Linked DNA regions of Thunnus thynnus: region 2 is linked to region 1. Evidence: chromatin contacts called from public Hi-C data. All regions are on one chromosome and are shown on one strand. Each heading gives the region's core, a stretch centred on a gene start, on an enhancer-like site or on the middle of the called end of the contact. The rest is flanking DNA. Distances are from core to core; before and after follow the strand shown. Region 1 holds the start of sesn1 (sestrin 1). Region 2 holds the start of foxo3b (forkhead box O3b).

Evidence for each region. A called contact is a pair of places that touch in the nucleus more often than the background predicts.
Region 2: a Hi-C map of muscle shows a contact between it and region 1, with 3 times the contacts expected there. The contact joins the promoter of foxo3b here to the promoter of sesn1 in region 1. A contact is called at or near these places in 3 of 3 Hi-C or Micro-C datasets (heart and muscle).

Annotation. Positions count from the first base shown.
Region 1 is chr18:18,742,797-18,747,451 of fThuThy2.1, reverse strand. sesn1 (sestrin 1) reads right to left here and starts at 1,859. Exons shown (of 10, transcript XM_067572812.1): 1 at 1,757-1,859; 2 at 198-517. The coding sequence starts at 476. cep57l1 (centrosomal protein 57, like 1) reads left to right here and starts at 3,928. Exons shown (of 11, transcript XM_067572862.1): 1 at 3,928-4,122. The coding sequence starts at 4,102.
Region 2 is chr18:18,885,545-18,890,199 of fThuThy2.1, reverse strand. foxo3b (forkhead box O3b) reads left to right here and starts at 2,772. Exons shown (of 4, transcript XM_067572871.1): 1 at 2,772-3,065; 2 at 3,430-4,151. The coding sequence starts at 3,600.

The DNA.
Region 1 (4,655 bases), core at 610-3,109:
GACAAAACATGCATTGGTCTTAGCACAGGGTTCTGACTCAAGCACAATGTTTACAATGGTTATAAAGAGGTGAAGAGAGGCAGATGGCAGCAGAACAATACCATAAGCCCTAGTATGAGAGGACGTATGACTGCCTGGTGCTGGTTTAGTACAAAAAGGCTCACCATGGTCTCATATAAACTGTATGAATCTCCTACCTGGACAGCCTTTAGAAGCCGAATGCATCGCTCCTTGACATCTTCGAAAGGACATCGTCTGGAGAGCATGAGAAGGTGAGCCAGGATGTCATTCAGGTCACTGTTAGGCAGGCTTCCCAGTGCTGGAGGCAAGAGGGGCGATGCTGGTATGGGCCCGATAGCCTCAACTTTCTTCATGACCTCCTGGCCGATGTGTTCCATGGCTGCAGATCTGGAGCTGGCATCCCGGCTGCCCAGCCCGTCCCATCTCCCCAGAGACTCCTGGTCCTGCACTTCCATCTTTTGACGTAGGACTAATGCTTGTGCTGTCTTACAACAGGCTGCACAACAAATGATACATGAAACAGTCCAAGTTTACATCACAGCATCGCAGTGTGTTCAAACAACATTTGCTAGATGTTTTGAATATCATGCTTATGGGGAGCGGTCAAACATAGCATGGCAGAATTAGAGTCTGACTGATAATTCAGCCAGCCGATATTTCTGGCCAATATTAGCTTATCACACCTCACATATACATATATTGGTATCAGCACATACTGGATGTCTGCTGATAAGCAACAAGCACAAAAATGTATTTGCTGTAATTTAGAAACACTGCTGCTATTACGTAGTTTGTGCACCAGGGAGCATATAAGTTTATTTTTCAACTGTAAAATGTCATGCTCAGTACTACATAGGCGTGAGCAATATGGATAAAACCTCTATCTATATATGCATTTTTTATATTGCAATATATATTGTGATAAAGTAAATTTTCTTGAAAATCAAATAACATTCTGTTTATAGACTTAAAAAAACAGCAAACCAAGTACCAATCAAATGAAGGTACTTCATTACAATGCTGCAAAAAATCACACTGATATCACACTAAATTAAAAGGTATCAATGCCACGGTATCAATATGAATGGTATGGAAAAAATCTCAGGCAGCTGACAAATTTATATTGTCACATGTTATATGTCATCATAACACCTGACCTCACTCTGGTCACAATTTCTTAATAAGCAAAGTTAAGGAATTTATCAAACATGTAAATGTTAGAAGTTTATGTAAAAAAAAAAAAATCGGCAATACATCACTATCAGATTGTTACAACAAATCTGTTAGGATTTCTGTATCGGCTTCAAAAATCCAGTACCGGTTAGGTTGTTGAAAATGTTGAAAATTGTTTACCAGAAATGTATCAGTTGCACCACAGTGACACTTGGTCTATTACCTTCTTCCAAGAAAAACAGCCTGGTTTTATAAATATCCTGCACTTTAACTAGTATACTGTCCTCCATAAGCAGGCAGTTAAAGTGTTATTGCCAACTATCGATTGTGCAAACGATAATAAGCTTTTGAAATGACTATCATGATTAAAAAATGTACAAATACGCAGCTTGTCAGTTAACGTTAGTGAGCTCCATTCAATCTCTCTCTGCCTGGTCTTTCAAGCTGCCCGTTAACAAAGACACCGGTAAAGTACCGCAGAACCGCGGTGAAAAACAACATTCCCACACACAAAGCTTTCAACGTGTGCCAAAAGTAAAAAGTGTCATACTCAAATACTCACTTTATTGACATTCTTTGGCGCAGTTCCTCTGATACGGGACGCCTTGCTTACAGCACTGACCAGTTACCAGGGTACAAACGGCAGGAGGCAACAACTCGGGAGTTAGCGTTTGATTGGCACAACGGGCCGGCCAATGAGCGGCGTTCATTGGAATTCTAGGGGCGGTACTATGAGGACTCTGACAAATGATTGGTTGGTGGGGAGTTGCCATGCTCCCGGGGGAGGGTTTATGGGAGTTGGATTCTCTAAATCTCTTAACATTCACTGTGCCTGGCGGGGTCTAGCGCTTCAGAAATACATCTCCCATAATACATTGCGTCGGTGGCTGGCCCCCCTTCTCTTGTTTATCAGAAATAACAGAGACAGAAAAACAGACAGGGAGAGAGAGGGAGATGTTGTACATTTCCACTCGAATAGTGTTGTATTTAACCCCCTTTTGTATTCAAGTGAACTGTCAAACTACTTACCAAAATGATCAGTTAAACAATATGTTAATATGTGAATGTCAACATGTGAAATTGACTGATAGAAGTTGAAATGCGATTCTGTTGAGCCATGTAATGCAAGTATGTTTTCAGGACAAGTGTGTTTGTTGTAAATGAGAAAGTAGAGAATAGAAATCTACAAAAGATGCAAAAATCTGCAAAAAGAAACACAAGTGTTTTGCAAATAGCAAAACAAGTCTCGCAGGTAACTTCTCTCAGTGCAACACACCTGACATACTGCAGATATGTAGCAGGCTGTATTTGCATACAGCTGTGCAAATGTACACCGAGTCATTGATTAATAGACTGGCTATGACACGTTACTAACCTTCAATAGCCTTAGTGAAGAAAATTTGGTTTAGCATTGGTTTTAGGGGACAGCGCCCATGCCTCAAAGAGATGCATTTCAATTGCACATTTTGCAGACCGTAAGATGACTATTTTCCTAATGCAAAGTAGGCCCTGGTCCAATCGGGCGACCTGTTGGGATCCTGTAAAGCCAAAGCTGCTACTGAAGACATTGTGGTCATGTTAATATTTTCGGGTGATATGGTGGTTTTACAAACAATTATTATGCATAACTTTTAAAACTGGTAAAAATCAGGGTTGGAACGCCTTTTTTTCCCTATACTGCTGTTTCTCTGCTGAACTGTAATAAACCCTAACAAACTGAACCCTTTATTCACCACAATGCCGCTTTATTTAACATACTGCATCACTGCACAAGTGTATATCTGTATATCTACATCTTGTATATCCTGTAAGCTGCTCTGAGTCCGAGACACATCAGCACTTTATGCCTAAATTGCACTCTGGTTAGATGCCAACTGCATCACATGGTTAAGTACTTGTACTTGTTCAATGACAATATAGTTGAATCTACTCTAAATAGTTTTCCATATTACCTATTTGTGGTTAAGGAAAATGTTCATAATGCCAGATTTCATTAGTAAAACCAAAGTTTCACATACACTCCATGCATCAATGTTTGTAACATTTACATATAAAAATAAGACCCTTTTAAGAAATATTAATTATTAAATAATATAAATAAAATCCTACAGGTTAGACATTGCTGTAACAAAATCAGGCAAAAAAAATACTTCTTATCTATAAAGCTGCAGGCAGGACTTGTGACCTCTGTATCTCTAAAATGCGGGCTACAGCCCGACTGTACATTACTGCCAATCGTTTTGCAAGGTTTTAGATTTCTATTTGGTTTTAGCTTTTCTTAAAGGGTAAAGGTGGATATTATAAACAATGAGTCACAGCACTTCAGCACTTTATTTAAAGTAGATCATTTTTATAAACATCCATTTGACAGGTAGGCAACTTGCCAACATGTGAGTTTGCATGGAATGCCTGTAAAGATGTAGTCTGGGCACGATTAACTCTCAACATTTGATTTTATCTTATTAAAATATTTCCTCTCAGTGTGTGGTATACTGTAAGTGTTGAGCTGATATTGTTTATAGGGGAAACCACAATACAACCATTCTGGCAAGTGTCACCCTCTCTGTGTTATATAATATGATGGAAAAAATGTGCCTGATGGTGTTTCCGTAACAAAACCTTTATCAGATGTTGCAATCTCTCTCTCTCTTCACATTATCTTAGAAAATATGTAACAGTTTAGCTTGTGATGGTGAAGGAGGAGCGCAGGCGGAACTACAGCGAGGAAAGCGGCAAAGAGGAGGGAAATTTAAAAAGTCCGGACTGCCTGGTTTGATGGCTGACAGCAGGACAACTGAGTCGCTGGAAGAAGTCAGTTAGCCGCATTACAATCATTTACAACCAACATAAGCAGCCTGAGAACATTGGATATAAGCTTATGATTATTTTCGAAACGACTATCACAGAATGGAGACTTACAGCGATCAGGTAACCATCGCGTCAGCCGTTAGCTCCCAGTGTGGCTAACACGTTAGCTTTGGTATTGTTGTTAAGCGTTACTTTCGCTAAGTGGTCGACAGCTGTTACATTTGTTTAAAGGACGGCGTCAGATAGAGATAGTTAGCACTGTCTTTTAACGAAATATCGTAACGTTAATTGTGAATAAATCGGGTTGTTTTTGTTTACGTAACATTAGCAATGTTGGAATTCTTGAAGTTTTTAAGAGTTTAACGGTGCGCTTGTTTTGAAAACAACCTCCTGGTTGCTGGTGCACAGCGTTGTGCTTAGATTATTAGTTAATCTAGTGTGTTTAGATTAATTATTTAACAGCAGTAAATTTGATAATCGGTCAGTCGTCTCATTCATTAAATCCAGGAAAACACTGAACTTATCTGACTCGTGCTCCACAAATGTAAGGATTTACGTGTAAGTTAGTCGAACAGAACAAAACATTTGAATACATTTTTGTACAATTTTGGACATTTGATGAGCATTTTTCTCTATTTTCTGAAAATGTATAG
Region 2 (4,655 bases), core at 1,523-4,022, 140 kb before region 1:
CTCAATCCACCACATTAAACCAGCTTCAATTTCTGTGGCTTCAACTTGGAAGAGGTTATGAAGTGTTGGGTAAAGCTGAATAATACAAATGGTTTAGATGTCCGTGTGTGTGTTTACTTGCTTGTATTCATGAATGTGCCCTTGTGCAACACTGTCATTGCTCTCAAAGAGGCCATGTAGGGTGAAGCTGGTTTATCACGGTGCAAAGTAAACTGGCCTACTGCCTCAGACACTGCTCTGAGGTCTTTAAGGGACACTTATTTCTGTATCACACAGAGACACACACATCTTTAACTAAATATGACTTTGCAGTTGGAATTAGCCCACTGTTTTAAATGTGCAGGTACATATTTGCACCCAGTTAAAAAAAACATCAAGTGACAGTCAGTGATGTTAAAAATACATAAAACATACAGATAGTGTATTTTCAGAGAGATACTGGTGTGTTCAGTGGGTAGGTCTTTAGGATGGTGCTGGTGCTCCTGCAGGAAAAGGGCTGAAATCTTAAAATACCTCATACTCATGTGTATATGAGCAGGAGAAAACAGGAATTTATCATAGAAAAGCCTTCGTTAGTGCCATGGCTTGACCATGAGACAATTTAAAAACTACATTTTTTTTAATTTGCAGATCTTCATCAGTTTATTAGGTTCATTGTGGGTTAAAAATGAACCAGAACACAATAGCATACTCACAGATTATATCAAAATTAAAATTTAAGTGCACTAAATTCTAACAAATTCTTACTAAAACTCAATTCAAATATTCTAAAGGTTCAGCATATGAAGTCATTTAAAGCTATAAAAAGCTTCATCTCTGATACAGATGTCTGATACAGCTGACTACATACAGTATTTCTGCACAGACACACACTCAGACATCCTAAACTCCCTCTATACATCCAGTGAGCAGTTAACTCTATAGTCCTCTGCAGGAGCCAAACTGCTGCATCAGGTATTCTCTTTGATGTGAAGGGAACAAAAAGCATCACACAATGTGTGTGTGTGTAGACCAACTATCTCCTGTAATCCTGTACAGTACAGACTCTAGACTGCCGCTGCAAATGAGCTTGTGTGCTGTACCAATCTGCTTGGTTAAATGTGTGTCAATGAACACAGATAAACAACAGTGTTCATCCTTTGTAGAGAGCGTGTCTCCCAGCTTGCTGATATTTGAACACAGTAATATAGGTGGACCTGAAAACACAAAAAGCTTGAGTGTAGTATTTATTCTGAGGTAGCCAAGAATAAACCCTTGCCCAGTCCCATAAGAAATAATATTATGACATCATCACCTTATCACAGCATAATAAACACCACATAATATCCTAAAATATTACATTACTGTGATTTGTCAAAACACACAACATATTTGAGTATCACACAAACACCTTGAATCCCTCAAGGTATATCAAAGTGGAATCTTGTTATGGTCAGCTGTGAATGCGCATTCCTGCACAGAAACGGCGAGCACGCGCAGGTGGACGCGCACCTTGCAGCCCTCGGTGAAACAAAGAAGACGTGGACGAGGCTGTTTTGATCCAGTCAAGGAGGAGGAGGAGGAGGAGGAGGAGGGAGGTCCAGGGCATCACTTACAGATGGAGACCCATCTAGGATTTCTTCCTTTATCTCTGGCTAATAAACGGGATGACGTCATCCTGGACGAGGTGGAACGGGCTCCAGAAAGGGGGCGTGGCCTGCGCGCCCTGACAGACGTGATTGACAGCCTGGCACGCTGATTAAAGGCACAATCAACAAGAGGCTGATGGCAAAAGATATATAGAGAAGTTAAAGCAGAAATCACAATATGTGTGATATTATGAAATGTAGGATATTAATAAATATTCCATTGACTAACATTCAGGACGTTTCATAATGTTGAATTCATGTATTAAACATTTAACTAATCCTAGCAAAAATTAAATTCTTATTGCCTAAAATTCCTTAAAAAATCATCTGGCAATGTGATTATGATGATTCTTAGTGAGTTTACATTGACATAATGTTTTAGTGATGCCATTGCATAAATCTGCAGATATTTTACACATAATTTCTTTAAAAATGAACATTTGGACGATGACAAGAGGTCATTTTTAAACACAGTTTCTATTTCAACACAGTAAATAATTGCAACTGTTTTACAGGTGCAACAATTAGGTGATTAATCAATTAGGAGTCGATAGAAAATCAATTAGAAACTATATTGATTGTCATTTTTAAGCAGACATGTCTAAAATCCACTGGTTCCTGCTTCTCAAATGTGAGTATTTGCTCGTTCATCTTTGGATTTTTGGGCTGTTGGTCGCACATATTATGGAGGGATTAATTGTTTAATCAACAAAAATAGTCCACAGATTAATTGATAATGAAAATAATTGTTAGTTGCAACTCTAAATTGCTTTTCATCAAACTGAACGGCTTCTAACAAAGTAGAAACCTGCAGCACACCTGTAGCTAGTGCCAGTTATTATTTTACTGATCCTAAACTGAAAACTAAAGTTGGGTATGTAAACACCACTTTTACCGGCTCGATTTCTCTCTAATCTCTCTAAAAATAATAATAATATATCAATTCAGTATAATAATTCTCCTTCCCTCTTCTGCTGTGTGTTTCTATTTTGTGCTCATCACCAACATGTCAGGACGTGTCCCAGCCTCTGTTAAGTCGCCCTGCACACAGGCAGCACCGTCCTTTAGGACTGTAGTGTCTCTTTAAAAGGCGATCCCATGCACAGGATCCAGGGGGCTGGACCTTGATCGACTTGCATGCGTGTGTCTGTGTGCGTGTGTGTGTGTATGTGTGTGCGTGTATGTGTATGTGTGTGTGTGTGTGTGTATATGCGTGCAGCGCTGTGAGGAGAACAAATCGAGATACAGTAGTAACCCAGAGTGAGGTGGCAGTCTTATTCCACATCGACACTGACTTGCCCTGCATACATCCTATCTGTCTGTCTCTATATCGCAGAGCGCACTTGAGGAGTGAAAGAGAAAAGAGGCAAGATGGCATCTGGAAGTGGACAATCCGGGATCTAGCCTCTTCTGGTTTTTGGTACCACGGAGCGCAAGGTATTTCCTTTAAAGTCTTAAGAGATTATTTATTCCCAGTGAGATGAGGTCGGAGCACTTTCTCCTGAGCCATTGATCTCCAGTAGGTGGATTCAGCTGCTTGCACCAGGACGGGATTTTGAGTAGAGCTCCAATTCATGAGCAAGTAGTCTAATCTTATGAATGTAGTGAAGCTCAGAGAGGCAAATAGCTTCATTTAAACCCCTTTGTCATTTTAAAGAAGTAGTTTATTGAAGCTTCTTGTGTGTTCAGCCTTCACACTCAGCTGCAGTGTTTTATATCTTTTTGTGGAAGCGGTTGTATTTTAATTTGGCTCTAACTGAGTGTGTTAGGTTTATTTATTATTTCTTTATGTCTTCAACAGGCGTTAATAACTAAGTTGCTCTTGGCCCTGTTTGGACTTCGCTGGTGTGGAATAGCAACAAAGGACGGGAGCGCGCATTCATGGGATGCGACTTTGACAGCTCTTCATTTCTTGTCTTATAACTTTATTACCTGGCAGCGGGGGCGACATTGTGACTGGGGCAGGAGACAATGGCTGAGGCTCCGCTCCCCGACACACTCCCGGAATTGGACGTGGTCATCGACCCAGATTTCGAGCCTCAAAAGCGGCCCAGATCTTGCACCTGGCCGCTGCCACGACCAGACTCGAACGCGGTGAAACCGGAGAGCAATGACACAGATATTATACCTGAGGAGGAGGATGATGAAGAGGACAGTGCCACCCCTACGGCCATCAATGGTTCTGGCGTGGCAACAGAGGACCAGAGCAGCAACAGCCCCGCAGCCGATGGAGCGCTCTCCTCTCCCGGCCACGAGAGCGGAGGCTCCCCGCTCTCCTCGCACTCCCCGACGGCCACCTCTGGCGCATTGACCCCGAGCAGCTTGGCTGCTCAGCAGACCCCGAGGAAAGCATCATCTCGCCGTAACGCTTGGGGGAATCTCTCCTACGCCGACCTGATAACCAAAGCCATTGAGAGCGCGCCGGACAAGAGACTGACACTGTCCCAAATTTATGACTGGATGGTCAGATCCATCCCCTACTTCAAAGACAAAGGCGACAGCAACAGCTCTGCAGGATGGAAGGTAAGAGTCGTCCCACCACCCACTCACCCACACATCCACCCAGCCCCCCCTCCTTCCTCCATCAAAACAAAAACAAAAAGCATGTGGCTTGTAAACCCACTGACGTTCACGCACAGACAGACACTCACGCACGCACACAATTATACCAGCGCAGTCATGTTTTTACGAGCGTCTATTTGGAAAGTCTGGCACTCATTATACCTCTCATTATCATTCTAATGGAAATTGCAGATCATTCTGAAAAAATCCCCCCAGGAGGGCATTCAAGATCATTAATCTCTAAGCAGAGTGAGGTTTGGTGACCTGCACACAATTATCTAAAAAAAAAAAACTGGAGCAAAACATGATATTTTGTGATCTGAAATGTAATACATATATAATCATAAGATTGTGTAGTTTTGATTGAAACTACATCAGATGCAGGTTTTTTGTTCTCTTTTTATTTGACTTTTTTGATGAGTTATGTGCATAATATTCCTCTGAGGCCTCAGTCAGTCACATGGC